2 separate regions of the Hordeum vulgare genome follow, and region 2 is linked to region 1. Evidence: chromatin contacts called from public Hi-C data. All regions are on one chromosome and are shown on one strand. The core of a region is the stretch at or near the end of the contact, and the rest is flanking DNA. Distances in the headings are between cores, read along the strand shown. Region 1 holds the start of LOC123407858 (AT-hook motif nuclear-localized protein 25-like). Region 2 holds the start of LOC123411065 (diacylglycerol O-acyltransferase 2D-like).

Region 1 (4,568 bases), core at 259-2,758:
CATCGCGCTTGTGATTAAGGGATGCTAGGACTGACGTCGGCCGCCCACGCATCGTGCAGGAGCGCGAAGGGGAACTGGGCCCATGAACCATTTGTGGTTAGGATTTAGACCGGCGGGCTGGCCTGTGTGATTAGTTTTAGGTGGGGCTGCGACGTGTCGATATTCCGAGGCCGGGCATGACCCAGAAAAGTGTGTCTGGCCAGAGTGTTATCAAGCGTGACGGGACATGTGGTGCACCCCTGCATGGATGAAAATTAACTATTCGAATAGCCATGTCCACGGTTACAGGACGACTTGGAGTTGTGCCCTGATCTTATACAACTACAATGGTTACTTAACTGGAAAGTAGTTGCATCGGGATTGCTTCCTCGCACGGAGTCGAGGGAGGATCTCTGGGTGTGACCACACTTTAATATTGCTGCGACAATATGACTATTAATGCGTTAGACCTGTTCTACTCTCGTCTATTGCTGCAAGACCCTGAAGATGCTAGTCTTCGATAGGACTAGGCCTTCTCTCTCTATTCTCGCATTGCTGCAGTCAGTCCATATATAACCACCCCCTTCTTTGATATTGATGCATACCTATAATAGTTCTCATGTAAGACTTGCGAGTACTTTGGATGAGTACTCACCGCTGCTTTGCTCCCTCTTTGTCCCCTTGATCCGTTGTTGCGACTAGATGATGGAGCTCAGGAGATGGAGGTCCCCGACGACAACGATTGCTACCCCGACGGTGCCTACTACTACGTGGAGGCCGCTGATGATCAGGAGTAGTTAGGAGGTTCCCAGGCAGGAGGCCTCGCCTCGTTCGATCGTTGTATCTTTTGTGCTAGCCTTCTCTAAGGATCCCCTTGTTTTATGTCTGTACTCAGATATTGTTGCTTCCGCTGACTCGTGTGTTTATCGAGCTTCCGTATTCTAGCCCTCGAGGCCTCTGACTTGTAATATGAAGCTGATATTGTTTTATTTGTGTCTAGAGTTGTGTTGTGATATCTTCCCGTGAGTCCTTGGGTTTGATCGTACGCATTTGCGTATATGGTTAGCGTACGATTAAACCGAAGACGTCATAATCAAGTATGTTCACTGTTCTCGACTTTTCATCTTTTTGGATGGGCGAATCAAAGGGCTCTCTTGTAGTTTTGTGACTGGTCAAATTCGTGCATAAATGACTATGTTGATAGTCTAGTATAATGGCAGTGACTTCGTTGAAGCTTGATTAGATTTCATTTTCAAAAATTATTTTCAAGAAGGTGCATCCAAGAGATTTCATTGCACTTCCTAGTTTAAGAAATTATTTTGCACACCATATTCACTAATGCAAGACGTTTGACTGCCGAAACCATCTTACATTAGTGAAGAAGAGGCGGTAGTTTTTTTTTTATCTTCGATCCAAAGCATTTTATCTGTAATGGCTTTCATGTGTTGAATAAAGTTGCATTATTTAATCCTGCTTTATTATTATTAGTTTGAATGACATTTTTTAGGATAAATTATTTTGTATTACCAAAACAGTCATTTTCAGGGCTACCGGCTGGGCTTGGCATTTTGTTGCCGGGCTTTGAAAGGCCCGGCCCGAAACCCGGCCCTGCCCGGCCAATGCCCTGGTGTATCGCTGAATATGTTCCTCATCGACAGCCACTGTCTCTGGCTCCAAACCCCACCGCCTACGGCCACGGTACACTATCGCTTTTGCTTGTGCGGCGTCGCGCCGCGCTGGGCAGAAATACCAGGCGAGCGACTTAGCTAGGAGGCGGAGGCTCAAGAGACCAAGAAGCTGGCGGCGAGCAATTGGTGGGAGCGCGCCGATGAGAGCGCCATGGCCAGGATGGACCCTGGCGCCGGCGAGCCCCGGGGCGCGTCGCACTACCTCGACCTCCTCCTCGCGCAGCAGCAGCAGACGACGCCGTTCTCCCCCAGCGCGCATGTCAAGGCGGAGCAGCATTCCATGGCGTCGCCGGACAGAAGCACCGGTGCCGAGCAACGCGGGGGCGGCGGCGACCCGCAGCAGCCCGCCTCAACGGCCATGGTGCTGGCGGATGGCGGCGAGGGACCCGCGCGGCCGATGAGGCGCCCGCGAGGGAGGCCGCGGGGGTCCAAGAACAAGCCCAAGCCGCCCATCATCGTGACGCGGGACAGCCCCAACGCGTTCCATTCCCACATCCTCGAGGTCGCCGACGGCGCCGACGTCGTCCAGTGCCTCGCCGAGTACGCGCGCCGCCGCGGGCGCGGCGTCTGCGTGCTCAGCGGCGCCGGGGTCGTCGCCGACGTCTCGCTTCGTCAGCCCGGCGCGTCGTCGGCCGGCGGCCTCGTCGCCACCCTGCAGGGGCAGTTCGAGATCCTGTCGCTCTCTGGTACGGTGCTGCCGCCGCCTGCACCCCCGGGCGCCAGCAGCCTCGCCGTGTACCTCGCCGGCTGGCAGGGGCAGGTCGTCGGCGGCAGCGTGGTCGGCCAGCTCGTCGCCGCGGGGCCGGTGTTCCTCATGGCCGCGTCGTTCGCCAATGCCGTCTACGAGCGCCTGCCGCTGGAGGGGGAGGCAGAGGAGGCCGGCACGGCCACCGCAGCCACAGAGGCGCAGGGAGGAGGCGCCGCAGCGCAGTCACCTTGCACTTTACCGCAGCAGCCTGCGGCGTCGCAGTCTTCGGAGGTGACCGGAGGCGAGGCCGGTGGGCTTGGCGCGCCGTTGTGCAATCTTGAAGGGAATGCTGGGAGCTACCAGTTGCCCGGACCCGGAGACAACTTGGGGAGCTGGAGCGGCGTCAGGCCATGATTGCTTGGGCTGTCTTCAAGCAAGGTCGATCTCAGTAATGGCGTCGCATCAGAATTACTGTAGGAGATCTGAAGAAACTGCGACCGATCATTGTGGGAAAGCATGTTGTCTGCGGTACGTGTTGGAAGCCCGATTTGTGGAGTACGCAATGCATGTAATGTAATATTATCGGTGAACACATTTTGTGGACTAGTTTAGGCTCCAGTATCAGTGTCGCAAGAAATATTTTGGATCGTGCAACAAGAGCCCGGAAGAGAGTAGATGTCCGGTGACGGTGAACCGGTGTTTGGTGGTTCAATCCTGTACTAATATTTTGTACTCCTGATCAGATCAACATTTCGAACCCAACCTTACCCTAGTTTTGGCTCTGTGATAATTTCAGGATTAATTTTCTTCTACCACGATTTGTACAGCGTGCTAGTAGTATGACGAGCCTCTCCTACAGAAAAAGGAGTAACTACAGTTACCATGTCCCTAGTCCTGTGTTTTGTCTGTTTACTAGTGCCAGGTTCAGGTCTCCGTCTCCGTCTCCTATATCCCTTTTGGCAGCAGAGGCGTGGTACGAGCTCCAGCCATGAAACCATGCCAGCCAGCGGGAGTGTAAATCGAATACAGTAAATATTATTCAAGCAGTAAACTGTAAACAGACCGTCCATCTACTATTTCTTCAAATGAAATCGATCTTGAACAAACAAATTCAGAGTAATACGATCATGTTGCGTCTAGATAATAGTAGTACCACTCCACGAAATGTCACATGTTTTTGTCATCTGACATTCGACGAAAGGCATGTTTGACTGCACCCTCCTCGTTCTCGAGCATATCGTCGAGGGAAAAGATGGGCCGATAAGACTGGCGCGGTGGGGCAACCGAGCCTCTGGCTGTTTCAGTCAATCTCTTCCTTTATTTCTTGGCAGTGCATGCGTGGCTACAATCGCTGTTGCGTTGCTCAGATAGACCCAGAGGCTACACGCTCGTACGTAGCTATGCAGAGGGAAAGAGGAAGGAAAGAGAGGGCCAAGGCCTAGCACAGGTGCACGCAAGATGGGTAAAGATTCTCGGCATCTGCCGTACCTGCCTCCTCCTCTCCCAAGCAGTACGATCATGGAAATTTTGTTCGTGCTCGCTGCTGTTTCGTGTTCCTTGGGAGAGATGCAAGAGGGCACAGCGCCGCTTTGGAACTCGTTCTGTTTCGCAACTTTTGATGCCATCGCACCTCCTTCTTTGGTCAAAGGTGTGCTCTCGGTCATCAGACTCAAATGCCATAGATCGTAGCTGACGAAATTGTGTTATGACCTTTTGGGCAAATAAAATGGAGAATACGTGGACAACCTTTGGATGTTCGAACTGATAGTCGTTCGACAACCATTTGATCTAGCGTTCGCATCCCGCATGCTTAGTCGTTATTTCTCCGCAACAAATGATCTGTTGCAAAAACTAGACACTCATTCTCGGCCCCGAACAGAGCTGAGCATCGTGCGGCGTCGCTGTCAGCCCATCGCAAAATCAGCCTGTCATCGGCGTGCAGGAGCAAAACTGCCGTTTTCGAGCAGATCGCATCGGAAAACCTGGGTTAATTTTCGAAACATCATCTCAATTTCACTCGAAAAATCATGAAACCTGGATTCCACCGCGTGTTGGAGTTTCCTCTTCGACAGACTTACGCCTAGTGTCACCTTGCAATGGCCGCATCGCAGAAACAATGACCATGTCGTAGAAACAATTCCTGAAAGAACGACCATGTTGTAGAAACAACATTCATGTTGTAGAAACAATTCTTGAAACAACGGTCGACGGAT
Region 2 (4,391 bases), core at 8-2,507, 140 kb before region 1:
CGCGGCCGCGGCCAGCACGGGCTCGTCAGCATATCCTCGGATGATGCTGCCGGAGTCGCCGCACGCATCTTCCACATAGCCGATTCCCTTCCCTTTTGGTATGTGCCAGCATGAACTGCGTGATGGTTTTGTATAGGGTCGCAATGTATGCCGGCATGAACTATTAGACGTTGGTATGAAGGTCTTTTTAATCTAAATGTGCGGACATAAAATGAGTCGTTCGCGTTGGGCCGACGGCCGACAGAAAAACGGACGAACGCAGAGTGGACGGTGGATCCAAACAGATAAAAATCGTCGTTTCATTTGTGTTGGTCGGTTGGAGTTGCCGTAAACGTTTCTAGTCAACGAACTATTCTTTGCGGCGTTCTTGTGCTTCAATTCTACGACCGCGCACGTTGGAATCGCATCGTATCCCCCAAATTCGAGTTGAATTCCAAGACGTGTTGCGTGAAGGGGCGTAGAACACTTTGTGCGCACTGCTTTTACGTTTTCGCTCCTCCAAAATTCCTCACATCCAAGTATCCAACCTCCACAGCAGCAGATGCTTTCGTGCACCCCGACTCGCTAGGTACAGTTGCAGTACAGTACCAGTCTCATCACTCATCAGCCCGCAAGTCCGAGGTCCAAAGACAGCAGCGGCACACACGGCCGGACGTCCGGGGTCCATTTCTTCGCGCCGGCCGTCCGGAACTCTCGCGCTCGCGTGTAGGCGGCCGACATGCTAGACGAGGCCGATTTCACTGTTTTAACCTTTTTTATAGTTTAGCTCAAAAAAAATCAGATCTGATTTGTTTTCTAAGATCATCCGCTGTGACGATAATCATACACATCTTATCCTCAGAAAGAGTCGGATTAGCGCAGATGGCATCGTCGGGTCAACAGGTTCAAACGACGCCGTCTCAGTTGATCCAATTCCTGCTGCCATAGAAAGTGACGATAGAATGTTTGTCACAGCGCATGACGGTAAAAAAAATCAGATTTTTTTGGTTTTTACAAACGGATCACATCGGGCTGAAATTTGCAAAAAGATTGTGAATTTGGCCGCGAGGCGAGGTAGCGGTGGCATCTGGCAACCCCGCCGTTCAGAGATAGCAGCGGCACGCACGACCGGACGGGGCGAAGCAACCCGTGACGTCCCGCGGCAGCGAAGATACGCGCCGCGCGGCGGGACGCGGGCCGCCACGTCGAGCGCATGCGGCGCGCGCACGACACCCGTGCAGTGCTATCACAACCAGCCAGGAATCGGCTTTATAACGCGCCGCTCCATCCGAGATTCCGAGGCACCGCACAGCACATCCGACGGCCGAGGCGCCACCGCACCAAACGCATAGGCGGCGGCCGGCAGCACCTTTGCCGGACGGATCCGCCCGCCTCCGAGCAAGGAACACCCGCAGGAAGCGGCGGAGACCAACCGGTCGGGAACCTCCTCTCCTCTTCCTCCCTTCCGCCGCCCCGGCTCCGCGACATGGGCGCGAATGGCGCGCTGGAGGAGGAGAGGCCGCGGGCCGACGGCGGCGACGAGGAGGGCGGGGCGACGGTGTTCCGGGGCACCAACTACTCGCTGCCGCGGACGATCGCCGCGCTGGCGCTGTGGCTCGGGGGAATCCACTTCAACGTCCTCCTCATCCTCGCCTCCCTCTTCCTCTTCCCGCTCCGCCTCGCCGCGCTGTGCGTCCCTCCTCCCGTCCCTTTCCATCCCTTTCTTTTTCTTTTCTTTTCTTTCTTAGCAGGAGGCCAAAGAGCATCTCCTTTCCTTCCTTCCTTTGCTCCTTTCTTTACTATTCTGTTCTCGCCTTCCATGGTTGCTGAGGCGAATCCTCATCTGATGTGATGGTGCAGGGTGGTGGCGTTGCAGCTCATGTTCATGTTCATCCCCCTCAACGACGAGGACAAACTCGGCCGAAAAATCGGCAGGTCCATTCCTCTCTACCCACTTCCTTCCTAATTGCTGCAATTTGCTCGACCGATGATGATCAACCGATGGCTCTGCTATGCTTGCGGCTGCAGGTTCATATGCAAGTACGCCATGGGGTACTTCCCGATTAGCTTGCACGTGGAGGACTACGAGGCCTTCGACTCCAGCAGGGCTTACGGTGAGTTCCCTCAAATATCACTTCCCCTTTAGAGCCGATGCCATGATCATCGTATCTACCTACGGAGTCTCGACCAAGATTTCCCGGGCGATTCAGCGTCACTTTCCCTGCTGACCATGTCGAAAGGGCCAAGAAAAACAGAAATCCGTTATGCAGAAAGCTTGTGCCCGCCTGACTTGTCCAGTACCATGTTCGCAGTGTTTGGCTATGAACCGCATTCCGTGCTGCCCATCGGCGTGGCGGCTCTGGCCAACCATGTCGGGTTTATGCCTCTTCCTAAGCTCAAAGTCCTCGCGAGCAGAGCGGTAATGCCCCCCCTGAATTTGCTTGCCGATTAATTTCGTTGCATTGGCTAGTAGGCTGTGTTCCTTACACTCTGTTCAATGCTTCGTTTGGGTTAGGTGTTCCACACCCCATTCCTGAGGCAGATATGGACGTGGATAGGGCTGATCGCGGCAACGAGGAAGAATTTCTACTCGTACCTTGCGGCGGGTTACAGTTGCGTCGTGGTGCCCGGAGGTATACAGGAGATTCTTCATATGGATCATGATTCCGAGGTTTGTGCTTATGACACGCCGAGGACATCCTTTCTTGTACAACTCATACGCAAGAAGCATTGACTTTGAGATATAATAGTCTTATCACCTACTACTCTTCCTAAGTTAAGTTTGTCCAACCCTTCCGTGTTATGCAGGTTGCTTTCCTTAAATCAAGAAAAGGGTTTGTCAAGATAGCTATGCAGTCTGGCTGCCCTTTAGTCCCTGTCTTCTGCTTCGGACAGGTAGCAAGATTGTTTTTTATTCGGGCTATGTACCACCTGACTGCTTTAACTGTAAATTTCGAAAGCAAAACTTAAAGCAAAAGGAAGCTGTGGAATTGATTCATTCTTGGCTTCTTATCGCCGAATACATACCTGGAAAATCACTATTCTGATTATGTGTTGTCATCATCTGGTCAGAGCAAAGCTTACAAGTGGTGGAGGCCAGGAGGCAAATTGTTTGTGAACATTGCTAGGGCACTTAAATTTACCCCTATTATCTTCTGGGGAAGATACGGGTAACTCCCTGCATATTGATGTATTTATTTTTTGGTTTGCGGTATCGGTTTAAATGGTTTTTCATCTCTACTGGTACATCTGAATGCAGGACGCCGATCGCTTTCTCGTCACCTATGCATGTGGTTGTTGGAAGACCCATTGAGCTGAAGAAAAATCCTCTGCCTACCATTGATGAGGTGGAAACCCATAATCATGCAAACTGCTGCCAGGAACAGATTTGTCAATCTATTGATAAGCTTGTAGAGGACAATAGGTTGATTACTGATAGGACTATCTTAAGAGTTCATCTTTTGCACATTTCGCCTCTTTAGACAGAAGGTCACTTATTCCACTGAAATCAACTCCTCCATTAAACGGAAGCGTTAATAGGATTTGACCTCCCTAACACGTGAACAGTACTAGTATTACTACTAGTACTTCTTTTACCATCTCGTTACCTAGAAAAGCATGTTTGCCATTGTTTTCAGGCGTCTAAAAACAAGTTTCCTCGTTGCTTGTCTACAGATAAACGAAGTGCACGGGCAATTCATCGGCGCCTTGCAAGAACTGTTTGAGAAGTACAAGACGAAAGCCGGATATCCCGGCCTCCATCTGCGAGTCCTATAACACTTTGCTTGTGGAGAATAAGCGGCTTGTAATGTCACGGCAATTCACCGACACCTGCGGCCTGTTCGATCACGGCAATTCACCGACACCTGGGGCATGTTCGATCGTCGCGCGATCGTTAGTAGCAAGCTCCGGTTAGTTGAGTTGTTACACGGCCATGATGCCTGGTACTGGCGCATGTTTGGTGATCGACCACACGGCGCATCTGATGTAACAGAATCGCCACTGGTCGCGGTTGCTCGTAATAAGAAGTATGTAAAGCCTTGCACAAGTCGATCCTTGAGAGGAGGTCTTGGTTCGTTCTTTGCTTTCAGGTTTGGATGACTGCTGGTCTGATTCTGCAGGATATGAGCTACACGCATTAGTCGGGTGTGTGAACATATCCACGGAACATGTCAGCATGCTGTCATGTGGTTGGTCGTACTAATTTTTAATATGAAATAAGATGATGGATGACGTCGTAAAAGATTGAGCGAATTCGAACCCCTTCTGCTAAACACTTTGGAGGAATGGCTTCTGACCTCTGTGGGCACGACACGGCAAAGCTCATGCGGCGAGAATGAACACGTTTTTATTTCAAAAAGAATGGACACGTTCGGGTTCGGCTGTCGCGCACGCGAGGTCGCCGGATCGAT

The links. Hi-C and Micro-C count contacts between places; a contact is called where the count stands out from the background.
Region 2: a Hi-C map of seedling shows a contact between it and region 1, with 2.5 times the contacts expected there. The contact joins the promoter of LOC123411065 here to the promoter of LOC123407858 in region 1. A contact is called at or near these places in 1 of 6 Hi-C or Micro-C datasets (seedling) and 1 of 1 datasets of contacts at active chromatin or transcription factors (embryo).

Annotation. Positions count from the first base shown.
Region 1 is chr7H:148,760,615-148,765,182 of MorexV3_pseudomolecules_assembly, reverse strand. LOC123407858 (AT-hook motif nuclear-localized protein 25-like) reads left to right here and starts at 1,508. Exons shown (of 1, transcript XM_045101087.1): 1 at 1,508-3,127. The coding sequence starts at 1,819. The coding sequence ends at 2,769.
Region 2 is chr7H:148,904,933-148,909,323 of MorexV3_pseudomolecules_assembly, reverse strand. It overlaps LOC123411065 (diacylglycerol O-acyltransferase 2D-like), which reads left to right and starts at 1,257. Exons shown (of 9, transcript XM_045103986.1): 1 at 1,257-1,668; 2 at 1,840-1,914; 3 at 2,008-2,093; 4 at 2,292-2,398; 5 at 2,495-2,650; 6 at 2,788-2,874; 7 at 3,052-3,149; 8 at 3,239-3,326; 9 at 3,655-4,055. The coding sequence starts at 1,466. The coding sequence ends at 3,756. It also overlaps the pseudogene LOC123408511.